2 separate regions of the Rattus norvegicus genome follow, and region 2 is linked to region 1. The links are chromatin contacts, called in public Hi-C maps. All regions are on one chromosome and are shown on one strand. The core of a region is the stretch at or near the end of the contact, and the rest is flanking DNA. Distances in the headings are between cores, read along the strand shown.

The links. A called contact is a pair of places that touch in the nucleus more often than the background predicts.
Region 2: a contact with region 1 is called in a Hi-C map of liver, with 2.4 times the contacts expected there. The contact joins the promoter of Rnf13 here to the enhancer-like site in region 1. A contact is called at or near these places in 4 of 12 Hi-C or Micro-C datasets (frontal cortex, kidney and liver).

Annotation. Positions count from the first base shown.
Region 1 is chr2:144,033,619-144,039,251 of GRCr8, reverse strand. All of the region lies in intron 1 of Rpl12-ps2 (ribosomal protein L12, pseudogene 2), which reads left to right. The region is part of intron 2 of Ankub1 (ankyrin repeat and ubiquitin domain containing 1); the gene reads left to right. Among named protein-coding and RNA genes, the nearest start is that of Ankub1, 8.2 kb to the left of the region's middle. Within about 2 kb of position 2,836, at least 6 of the 93 cell types and tissues checked have an H3K27ac peak or open chromatin away from gene starts, as enhancers often do. A contact at or near this core is called in liver, where this site is marked.
Region 2 is chr2:144,075,119-144,080,751 of GRCr8, reverse strand. Rnf13 (ring finger protein 13) reads right to left here and starts at 2,781. Exons shown (of 10, transcript NM_001109444.2): 1 at 2,710-2,781. The region is part of intron 1 of Rpl12-ps2 (ribosomal protein L12, pseudogene 2); the gene reads left to right.

The DNA of each region.
Region 1 (5,633 bases), core at 1,587-4,086:
TTTTTGACTAGTTAATATATTCCCTTGGTTCTCAATTCGAAAGATACAAAAGGATATTGTGAATCCCAGTGTTCAAAAATAAGACCACTATCACGATTTAAAGCCAAATTTGAAGCAAGCTTTATTTAGTTAAATACTGGGCAGGAGGTTAGATCTCTGGCCACGTCCATCTCTGTGTCCCCAGAAAATGGCCACGGATCACACTTTGCAGAGACTTAAAAAGGCAACTCTGCAAGGCCACCATATTTCCCATCAGGTCCAATGAGGGGCAAGCATCAGTCCCGATGTATCTTTGTACCTCCCACCCGCATCCAATCAGAGACAAGAGTCCCTCCTGCTGAATTTCCTGCCCACACACCTCCACCCTCATGTGATCAGGCACATCTGGTGCAGGTGCAAGTGGGTCAAACAAGCTTGTTTAGGGAAGTGAAAACATAAATAGCCTCCAGCATGTAACTCAGTTCTCACAACACATGGCTCCCAGTTCCCTCCCGAAAGCCAGTCTATATTCACAGCTACACAGAGAGAAACATTTCCTAAGTACCGCCAACCATCCATCCATCCAAGAGCTGCAAGCTCTGCACCGAACTCTAATCTTTTTCATGGGGTTCAAGCAAGGAGTAGACTTTAGTGGCAAAAATGGTTTATCTGAGAGAACCGAGACAGAGCACGGCCATCAACCGTGATGCTGATCAACTCAGGGTTTCATTAGAAACTCACACTTTATGGAAGTTTACAGGTTTTACTCTTCTTCATTCTGTCCACTGGAGTCACATCTAGAGTTTGTTATCACAAATGTTAAGAAAGGAAATGGTGTCTTTAATCTGAAGAAAAAGAATTACTTAACTGTTGCTTCCTATTTCGATTAGATGGTTAAACAGGCTATTTCTAAAACCCACAGTGTTTACTATATGTATGTGGTAGCGTCTGAAAATGAACGTATGATAATAAAAACTCTCCACTGAAAAAAGATCCCAAGCCCTAAAGAATGCAGACATGCATTTGCTCTATGCCGGGTGGGTAACCAGAGGCTGCTTTGCAAACACATTGTGGCTTTAGTGCATCAAATACAAATATGAGGAACATCCTTGTTCTGCAACATTTAATTAGGCTGCTGTGTGCAAGTTAGCTCTGTCTTCTGAGAATCTAGGAAAGCCATTTAACTTACTTTAGCAAAAGTTAGAAATGTGACAAAAGTCAGAAACTCTTGTTGAATTCCAAAGCTTAATAAATAAGTAGTTTTCCTTTTAAAACATATCCAAATAGAGAGGCAGAGGAAGGTGGCTCTCTATAAGTTCAAGGACAGCTGGTTTACAGAGCAAATTCCTGGATAGCCAGAACTACACAAAGAAACCCTGCCTTGATGAAGAAAACAAACAAACAAACAAACTAAAAAAAAAGAAAGAAAGAAAGAAAACCACACAACAACAAAAGGAAATGTACATGTAGATATATATCATGAAGTAAAACCAAGGTAGCTGCTCCCCAGTATTCTTTGTTTTTTCTCTTTCTACAATACTGTCCTTAGTTACAAGCAGCAGAAACAAACTACAGAAAATTAAAACAGAAAGAAACCTATTCAAAGCCTATTGGGTAGTTGTCAATCATGTGAGGAAGACTAGAAAGTCAGGATCTGCAGTTACATAACTGGAAATGGCACCTAAATCTGGTCATAGAACAAGTTCTGAGAGGCCACCCTCTGGCTTTGAACATTTTTTAAAATTTTTTAATATTTATTTTTGTTTTTATTTACGTGTATGTGTGTGGAAATGCCCTGAAGAAAATGAAAAGGGCACTAGATCCCCTGTGCTGCAGGTCTAGATGGTTGTAAGCTGCCATGTGGGTGCTGGGAACTGCACTCAGGCTCTCTGCAAAAGTAGCAAGTGCTCTTAACAGTTGTGCATGTGCACAGCCATCACTTACACCACAGAGCAGCCACCGAACAGGCTGGCAGCCTGTCAGCAGGCCAGGGTGCTTCCGAACCACCATTACTTGGATAATCACAAGGTCCGCCGTTACTTTTTGGTTTCTAATGTTTTTTTTAACAAAATGAAATACAATAATAAAACAAAACCACCATACCAAAATTAGACAAAACAGACCCATAGTAAAATAAAAGAAAGAGCTTCAGGAGAAGGCACAAGAATCAGAGACACACTGTTTTTCACATTCAGAAGTCCCATAAAAGTACTAAACTGAAAACTATAATGAATATGCAGAGGAACTGGGACAGGCCTGTGTAGGCCCTGTGGTTGCTGCTTCAGTCTCTGAGTTCAGATGAACTCTGTTCAGGTGGCTTAGAGAGCCTTGCTCTGCTGGCATCCTCTGTCTCCACCATTCCCTCTAGCTCCTCTTTTGTGGGATTCTTTGAACTCTCAGGGAAGGGATTTGACAGTAATGTCTCATTTAAAGCTATGTGTTTTAAGCTCTCTCTCTCTCTCTCTCTCTCTCTCTCTCTCTCTCTCTCTCTGTGTGTGTGTGTGTGTGTGTGTGTGTGTGTGTGTGTGTGTGTGTGTGTGATAATTTCTAGCTGTAGATCTCTGTATTTTTTTTTCCTGTCTGCTGCAAGAGACAGCATCTCTGAGCTGGTTGAATACCCATGAATGTAACAGAATGTCCTTAGGAGTCACTTTAGTGTTACTGTTTTTTAAGACTAGTAGTATCTGGTTTTACCCTAGATTTCTGGGTTATCTAGACTCTGGTTCTTGGTTACCCTAGCAATGTACGCATATGTTCTAACTGGTAGAATGGCAAGTCAGATCAGACATTGGTTGGTTGCTCCCAGTGTTTGTTGCTATGACTTGGCGTGTTTTGAAGGTGGACAGAGTGCAGATCCATGGTTTTGTGTTTGAACTGGTGTTTACTCTTCTCTTCTGGTAGCAGAGTACATTTCTGTGTCCTAGACACAGGGCCAGAACGAAATTACGGAAATAATTGGGTTGACCACATTCCAAGTACATCTTTTTCTGGACAGTTGCTGTCCACAAAGGGAAGTTTGTTTGATTTCTCAAGTGGACCAGTCCATTAATGAAACCAGACATCGCTTCCTGCTTTGTTCACTCCAGGTCAGACCGAGAAGGTTCCTGCTTCTTTGGTTTCTGCAAAGTTTGTGAGGCAGAATGATAGCAGAATTCAGATCCACATCAACCTCCATTTGTGTTGCCTGCTTTTAATAAAAAATATTCTGCATCTCATTGCTAATGTGCACGTATTATTTCTAGTGTGTTTACATCTACTTTCTGAAGACAAAGAAAGGAACTGTGATCCTGAAATAGAATACATTTGTTTGGACTGAAAAATTAAACCTTTGAGTTTGTGGTCCACCATAGCATACTGGTTTGTTTGTGGGTTTTTTTCCCAAGGGGGAAAAAATGGAATCTTCGGTTGTTGTTTTGTTGTTAGAGATTTCTTATTTGTGTATTTATTTACTTGTTTGATTGTTTGCAAACCTGGATGTCAGTGATTGATCCCAGAGCCTCTTCTATACCGAGCAACCAAGCTCTTTATTGCGAAGTTCCACCCCAAGTGAATTATCTGGGTTTTTTTTTAGTTTCCATAAAAGAGAAAAATAAATCATGTTTGGAAACATACAGGATTAGATCTTGTCAGAGGTGCTCATTGGTTTGGGTGTTTGTTGTTTGGGGAAATTGAAAGACCAGCTGCTGTCCAGTGTGTAGTCCACTGTCTCTTGTAAGAAGAGGTCGTGTGCATCATACTTTTAAAAAACATTTTACTGATTCTTTATGGATCTCACATCATGCACCCCAGTCCCATTCATCTCCCCTCTCATATTCATCCTCCACCCTTGCAACCTCTCCCTCAAAAGTAAACAAAAAATAAAGATAACAAAACAAACAAAAAACATCTGCAGTGTGTCACAATGTGTCCAAACATCTTTACTTGCAAATGTTCACTGCAGTGGGTCATTGATCTGTTTGGAAGCCTCTGACTTCCCCTTCACCGTCAATACTGGATCCTCATTGGGACTCCACTGGGATATCCTGTTGTTGCCCTGTGTCATGGAGATGCTGCAGTTTTGGATTTGCTGGGCTGACCCCTTCATGTGCTCCAACAGTTCACAGATGGGGTAGAGGTTGGGGTGGGCCAATTCGGAGCCCTGGATCTGGACCTAAGCGGTAGCTGAGCTGGTCAATCTGCCAGCTCTCATGCACCCACACCATCAGGGCAAGCCTTCTAGCACTGCCTCTGCTAGTTCACCCAAGCGTCACAGCCAGCAAGGGGTGGGGCCAGCTCTCATGCTCTCAAGTCCTCGAGACCTCTTGTCTGCTGCAGGTGGTGAGGGAGGAGAAGAGCATTTCTCCCACGCTCTGTTCCCCTGAATGCTGCAGCCAGCTAGAGGAGGGGCCAGCTTTCCTGTGTGCCACAGACAGTGAGGGGCTAGGCCAATGCTGCACAGCCCTGGGATATCAACTTGGCCCCAGGTAGCAGGACAGACTAGGAACGTCATTCGCGTGGCCATTGAGGGTAACATGGGCCATGGACATCAACAGAAACCCCTGCATCTGCAAGGCCATGGACCACAACATGGCCCTCGGTGGTATCGCAAGCTGGGACGTGACCATGGCCTCAGGTGGCAGCAAAGACTATTCCAGGCTGCTGACATCATGCTGTTCCTCACCTCCCTCACATTTCCAGTTCTTCCTCTCTTCATAATGCTCAAACCATTCCACTTCTCTTTTTCTCCCATCTCTCCACAGCCGTGGGTGCTTTCTGCCTGCCCATGCCACCTGCCATGTGGTAGCAAGTGGACCTCTGGAAAATTTTAATCTTATATATGTCCAACCATGATTTATTTATGGTTTTATTTATCTAACAGCATCTGTCTTAGTTAGGGTTTTCATTGCTGTGAAGAGACACCATGACCAAAACAACTCTTATAAAAGACATTTAATTATTGGGGCTGGCTTACAGTTCCAGAGGTTCAGTCCATTATCATCATGGCAGAAAGCATGGCAGCATCCAGGCAGACATGGAGCTAGAGAAGGAGCTGAGAGTTCTACATCTTGACCCAAAGGCAGAAGACTTTCTCTTTTGTGCTGGGTAGAACTTGAGCATAGGAACTCAAAGCTCACCTCCACAATGACATATATCCTCCAATAAGGCCATACATACTCCAACATTGCCACATTTCCTAATAGTGTTATTCCCTGGGCCAAGCATATCCAAAACACCACAGCACCTGACATACTTGGGCATAGCTAAACAACCTGTCTTGTTCAGAATGCTTGGGGAGGAGGATATCGTGTATGAAGGCAGAACGATGCCTTCGCTTACAGACACCCTCTCTTTAAAAAATATTTATGTATTTGAGTGTGTGCACATGTGAGTACACACATGCACACATGCTATAGTGTGCATGTGGAGGTCAGTAGACAGTTGAAGGGAGTTGGTTTTCTCCTTCCATCACGTGTGTCCCAGGTATTGAACTCAGGTCATTAGAGTTCGTGGTAAGTGTGTCTATCCATAGACCCATCCTGGGGCCCATAGATATTATCTTCCAGAGAGATGCCTATTCTGTGATGCATTCTGTCTTATCATTAAGTTAACGGGTACTATTAGTTGACATCTGCAGGGGCAGCAGGCTATCTCTGCTACTGCAAGAGGCAAAAAAG
Region 2 (5,633 bases), core at 1,532-4,031, 42 kb before region 1:
TGCTGACAAACATGAAGACTTGAGTTTGATCCCTGGATCCCACATCATAGAAAGACACAACTCCCACAAGTTGTCCTCAACCTCTACATATGCACTGTGAGCATATGTGTACACATACAAAAAAACAAATTTTAAGTCATAATTGTACTATTATCTACCATACTAATGAATCTGAGAATTGTATGTGATAATACAAAGTAATTAGAAACCTATTTGACTCATAGCTAATCTTATTTTTATTATTAGGTATTATTTATACACCGCGACATAAATTTTGACAATAGCAACCACATACTTTCATTCTTCTCAAATCAATTTCTGTGCGGTGCAACATCTTCATAAAACATTAATTTTATGTTTTATGTGAGTTCAATAATTATCTACAGAATATGTGGATTTAGAACCATCATTCATGGACAGGCTTTGTTAAAATGAACTCACGTGTCTATCAATCCTGTTTCTTCTGAGAAACGTAACAATGCTTACTAGCTGCCTTCCCCTTTTTGTGTCACAGGAAACCACAGTATGTGGCACTATTCAGTAATAACAAGTCAAACAGTGGAAATCACAACTTTGGCTTACTCACTTTCTTTCAGCTATATATTACTATTTCCTAATTTTAAAATGTCCAAAGTCATAAGCTTTACTATAAAAGCCAACTATTTTTAGCTAATGCTAACATGACATTATTTTATCAAGCCAGTTAATATACAGCTAATAAAAACTACAAAACATAAAGTGTCTCGATCAACTCAATAAACCTACCCCAAGAGGTAAACACCTACTCTACCCTCACTTTGCTGAAATTAGTGCCCCAAAGCTGATATAAACTGTTAGTCTCAGATGCAGAAATATCAAAGGAAGTAGGCTGCATGCTAGTAACAAGCTAGGCTCCTCTAAAATTCTTACAGAAATAGGAGGACAAATGAGTGGTTAACCCCAAACCCTCCCATACTCAATTTCCCTAACCATGGTTTTTACCATGGCATTACTTAACACCGCACATCAAGACATCATGTTGACTTCAAGTAAGGCAGAGAAAAACATACACATACTACTACGACATTACTAACATTCCCTATACAGAGACTGAAGTTCTGTATAATCAATTCAATGAAGCTTAACTATGTACAGACATACTATATTTTATCTCATTTAATCTTCACAGCTTTACCTTTTTTTCTTTTTTTCTTTTTTTTTTTTTTACTTATTGTGTGTGTATGACTTGGGAGGTAAGACATATACCACAAGATTCATGTAGAGAGCAGAGAACAGTTTTATGGAGTCAGTTCACCCCTTCCACATTTGTGTGGGTTCTGGAAATCTAATCCAGATCATTAGGACTGCACAGCAATCTCTACTACTCACCAAACGATCCCACTAGCCCTTCCCATAGTCACTGAAGACTGGAGGGTTAAGTCTAGTCTGATCCCCAAATTTGAAACTCTTTGGAAACAGTTTTTCAATACACTTTACATTTTCCTCACTATCCACATTAACAAACAAACAAACAAAAACTGTGCCTGAAATTGACTCTTTCACCATAAATTACAAAAAAAAAAAAAAAAAAAAAAAAAAGATTAATGAATCCCTGTGGCCCTCTACACTCAACTCCTATTTAACTACCACAGTCCAGCTGCATTCCTCTGTAATGGAGTTATCTTTTTGACTCATTGAAAACTGTCTTTAAACAAAGCTTGATGGTCCCGTAATTCCAGAACTGGGTAAGCTGAAGCAAAAGAATGACAAGTTTGAAGTCAGTCTGGGCTACACCTAGGGACCCTGTCTCAAATAAATAAATAATGACCCTGTGGCCAATTAAAGTCTGAAAAGCTCTTCCCTAAATCTTTAAATTGCCTGTCTCTACTGGCTCTTGGGAGGCACGGCCACTTTACTGTATTGTATCAGAAAGTGCAGCTGTCTTCTCGGCACTGCTGAAAGGAACGCAGTTTCCACTGGAACTGCTGCATCACTGGGAGCAAGCAGTACCACCCAGGCAGGTTTGGGACCAGACATCTGCCCCTAGCAGCTGCCCACGGTGCTGAAACTGAGGATAAAACGGGAGTTAAAGGAAATTAACTACTGCCAGATTAGAAAAAAAAATAGGGCAAATGGCCGTAACCAAGCAGAGAATATGCAGCAAAGGCTACCAAAGTTGTTTCCCTTTTAGGGGCAGATCAACTCAATAAGCGTCCTTGCAAAAGTTCGGACTTCCAAGATTGGGTGGAGAGAGAAAAAAAAAAAAAAAAAAAAAAAAGCAGTTGTGTGGCCCTAGCAAGGTCACGTCTAAGCCTGCAGGCTTAGCTTTTACGGAAGGGGAGTGGATGAGAAAGGAAGGAAGCGAGCGATGAGATTTTTTTTTCTTCTTCTTCTTTTTTAAAGAAAAAACAGTCCCGAGAGTATTTTCGCTGAGGACTCAGAGGAAAGTCCTGGAACCAAGAGAAGTCTTCCAAGTATCTTTCCAGGTCACGGGCACCTTTGGAAGAGACCGTGGAAGCAAAATCTACAGCCGGTCCACAACTTCAGACCTACGAGCCCACAGGATGGGGTGCTAAGGACTCGTCTCCGACACGGGCCTATACTGTCACAGCACAAAGCCGAGGAGCCCCACGATCTCCACCGCCGGCCACCGCACCCAGGCCGGAGTGGGTGTGTTCTCCCCGCCAGGCCCGACAACCCCCGCCTACCGCTGCGGAGCCACACTCTTACCTGAAGTCCGGCCCCCGGAACCTAGGGTCACGGCCACCCAAGAGAAGTCGCTACCCGGACTTCATGACTGAGTATCCGCACTGAGCCCCTACCCAAGCAAGTCGGTGAAGGGACCACAACAGCGGGCGAGCGGAAGTCCCGCCTCCCACGCCTCATTGGCCCACACTCGGAGGTAAAGAGACGCTATTGGGCTGTGACGTTGCCCGTCACAGCCCCGCCCCTTTCGCAAAGTCGCGCTGCCTGCCTCCGCTGTGTCGGGAGAACTGCCCAGTTTTTGATTGTCGTTCTGAACCGCGTGATCCATCATCCCTATTAGGAACGAGAAGATGAAGGAGGGATCGCTTTTGGAAACCCTGGGTGCGGTGGAGAAGCCACCCAGGACTGTTCCAGCCTGGTCGGCAGATGATTGGCTTGCAGAGCGAGACCCTAGTGGAGGCTGTGTGTCTGAGTGGCCCGTACCGATTCGAGGCCGAAGAGCGGCCAAATGTCCTGCGCTCCTCTGGCGAGCCGGGCTCTGAAGGCGGGGAACGCCGGGCGACGCCTTGCACTGGAATCCAGGTCGGGTTAGAGCTAGCCGCTGGAGGTTTAGGCACGAACCACGAGGCCTGGCAGGGAGCCGGGCTGATCAGCTCACTGCTTGACTAGCCAAAGTCCAACCACGCGATTCAGTCCTCAGAACAGACATTCAAAAACCTTGTCACCTTTTGAAGAGCCAAAATCCCATCCCTAGTGTTCCCCTCATACTTTTTCTCCCCCTAATCTGAAAAGGCAGAATGCTTGAATTTAAATGACCTATTGGGCCATTGACATTATCAGCTCCTAAACTACTGCTGTTTGTTTTTAATGCGGTTTGATGCAAAGATTCTGACATGCCCTACTGGTCCTACTGTAGCTTGAAATAATAAGGCATCTTTGAGGCCCATAATACTGACATCAAATATTTAATTAAAATGTTTGGGTTTGGGGTTGGGTTATAACAGGGATATGAGTAGTTTATAGCCTCGTTTGCTTCAGGAGCCCTAAGTAGGTGGGGAACAGGAATAGAAAGATTTCCTGTTCTCTTTTTCCGTGTGCCTTTTTAACTAGAACCTATACCACACAAGCAATTTTAAAAAGCCAATGTAAGGGGTTGAAGATTGAGTTCACAGGCAGAGCTCTTGACTAGCAAGCACTAACTCTGGGTTATAAAAAGGCAAGAAACAAAGAATCAAGTTTGAAAAATAAAGACCATCAAGAACATTTTCAGCTGTGTAGCCCACAATTCTATAGTTGGTGTATTCTTTTCATTTATTGGGAAGAAGACATTCACAACTTCGTAATTCTGCTTTGACGAAAGTCATAAAGGTCAAGATTAGGAAAATGAGGGTAACTACTGCACATACACTTGCAAAGGGGATACCTTCTGGTGCATTTTTAACTAAATTCTCTCAAAATTATTTTTATATTAAATCAGATTTCTTCCATGATATAAAAAAGTTTTTTTTAAAAAGACAAAAAAAAATAAAGACTTTTAAGAAAAGAACATTTTGCTTCTGTATTCAGTCTGCTCTGTAGACCATGGTAAATATATAGTTCTCTTAGAAATAAGTAAGCTAATGTATTTGTGTTTCACTTGGGCAGATTAATTTATATATATATGTGTGTGTGTGTGTGTGTGTGTGTGTATGTGTATATATGTATATATACATATATATTTATGTAATTATGTGTGTGTAGATATATATACACATACACACACACACACACACACACACACACACTCCCCCTTGTATTGAATGAAGGTAAATTAGAAGACAGAATGGAAAATAATATTTTCAATTGTGGTTTTTCAAGAATATGAAAAGTTTAATAGAGTACGTGATGATTTAAAAAAACACACACACACTAATTATTCCCTCCTAAAAACAAATCATCTGGATGTGATGGGGCAGGCCTAAAATCCCAGCACTCAGGAGGATCTGAAGTTACAGGGTCTCTTTAGCTTTATAGTAACTTCAAAGCCAGTCCAGGAAACATAAGACTGTCTTTATTTACTGTGACAATATGCCATAACCAAGGCAACTTATAAAAGAAAGTGTTTAATTGGGCTTTCTGTTTCGAGGGTGTATTAACCAGGGTTCTCTAACAGAACTTAGAGAATGAATATATATGAATATATTAATACGTGTGGGATTTATTAAATGATGTAAATAAAGGCTGTTGTCTAGCTAATCCAATAATGGCTGGCTATGAATAAAAAGTCCAAGAATCCAGTAGTGTCACCTGGACTTCAGTACACTGGAATCCCTAAGTGGGCTCAAGTGCTAGTGTAGGAACGGACTCACTAGCAAGGTGACATCAAGCAAGCAGAGACAGCAAACTTCCTTCTTCCCTGGTCTATAGGCTTCCAGCAGAAGGTGTGGGCCAGATCGGTCTTCCCACCTCCAGAGATGTGGATTAGAGACGTCTTCCCAACTAAAAGATCTGGCTCAGAGGCTTGTTTTCCTACCTCAGAGTTCTAGATTAGAAGTGAATCTTCAAACTTCAAATTAAGCAAAAGTCCTTCACAAGTGTGCCCTCCATTTGGGGGGGTTTAGTTAACTCCAAATGTGGTCAAGTTGAGAACCAAGAATAGCCATAAAATAACCCTTTTATTTTCATTTCATATTTATATTTAATTTTACTTTGAGACATGATCTCTGTGTGTTTTGAATCAGAACAGCTCTCATATGCTTGGCATGGAGAGGGGCTCTGAGAGAAGGAGAGTCTGGGAGCTCTGAGATGGTTTTCCAGGCTGCTCTCTCTCTGTGTCTGTGTCAGTGTGTGTGTGTGTGTGTGTGTGTGTGTGTGTGTGTGTGTGTGTGTGTGTTCTGCCCTGCTCTAGACAGCTCTTCCAACCAAGTTCTTGTTAAGAAAAAATTTCTGAAGAGCTGTGTTGCTCTCCA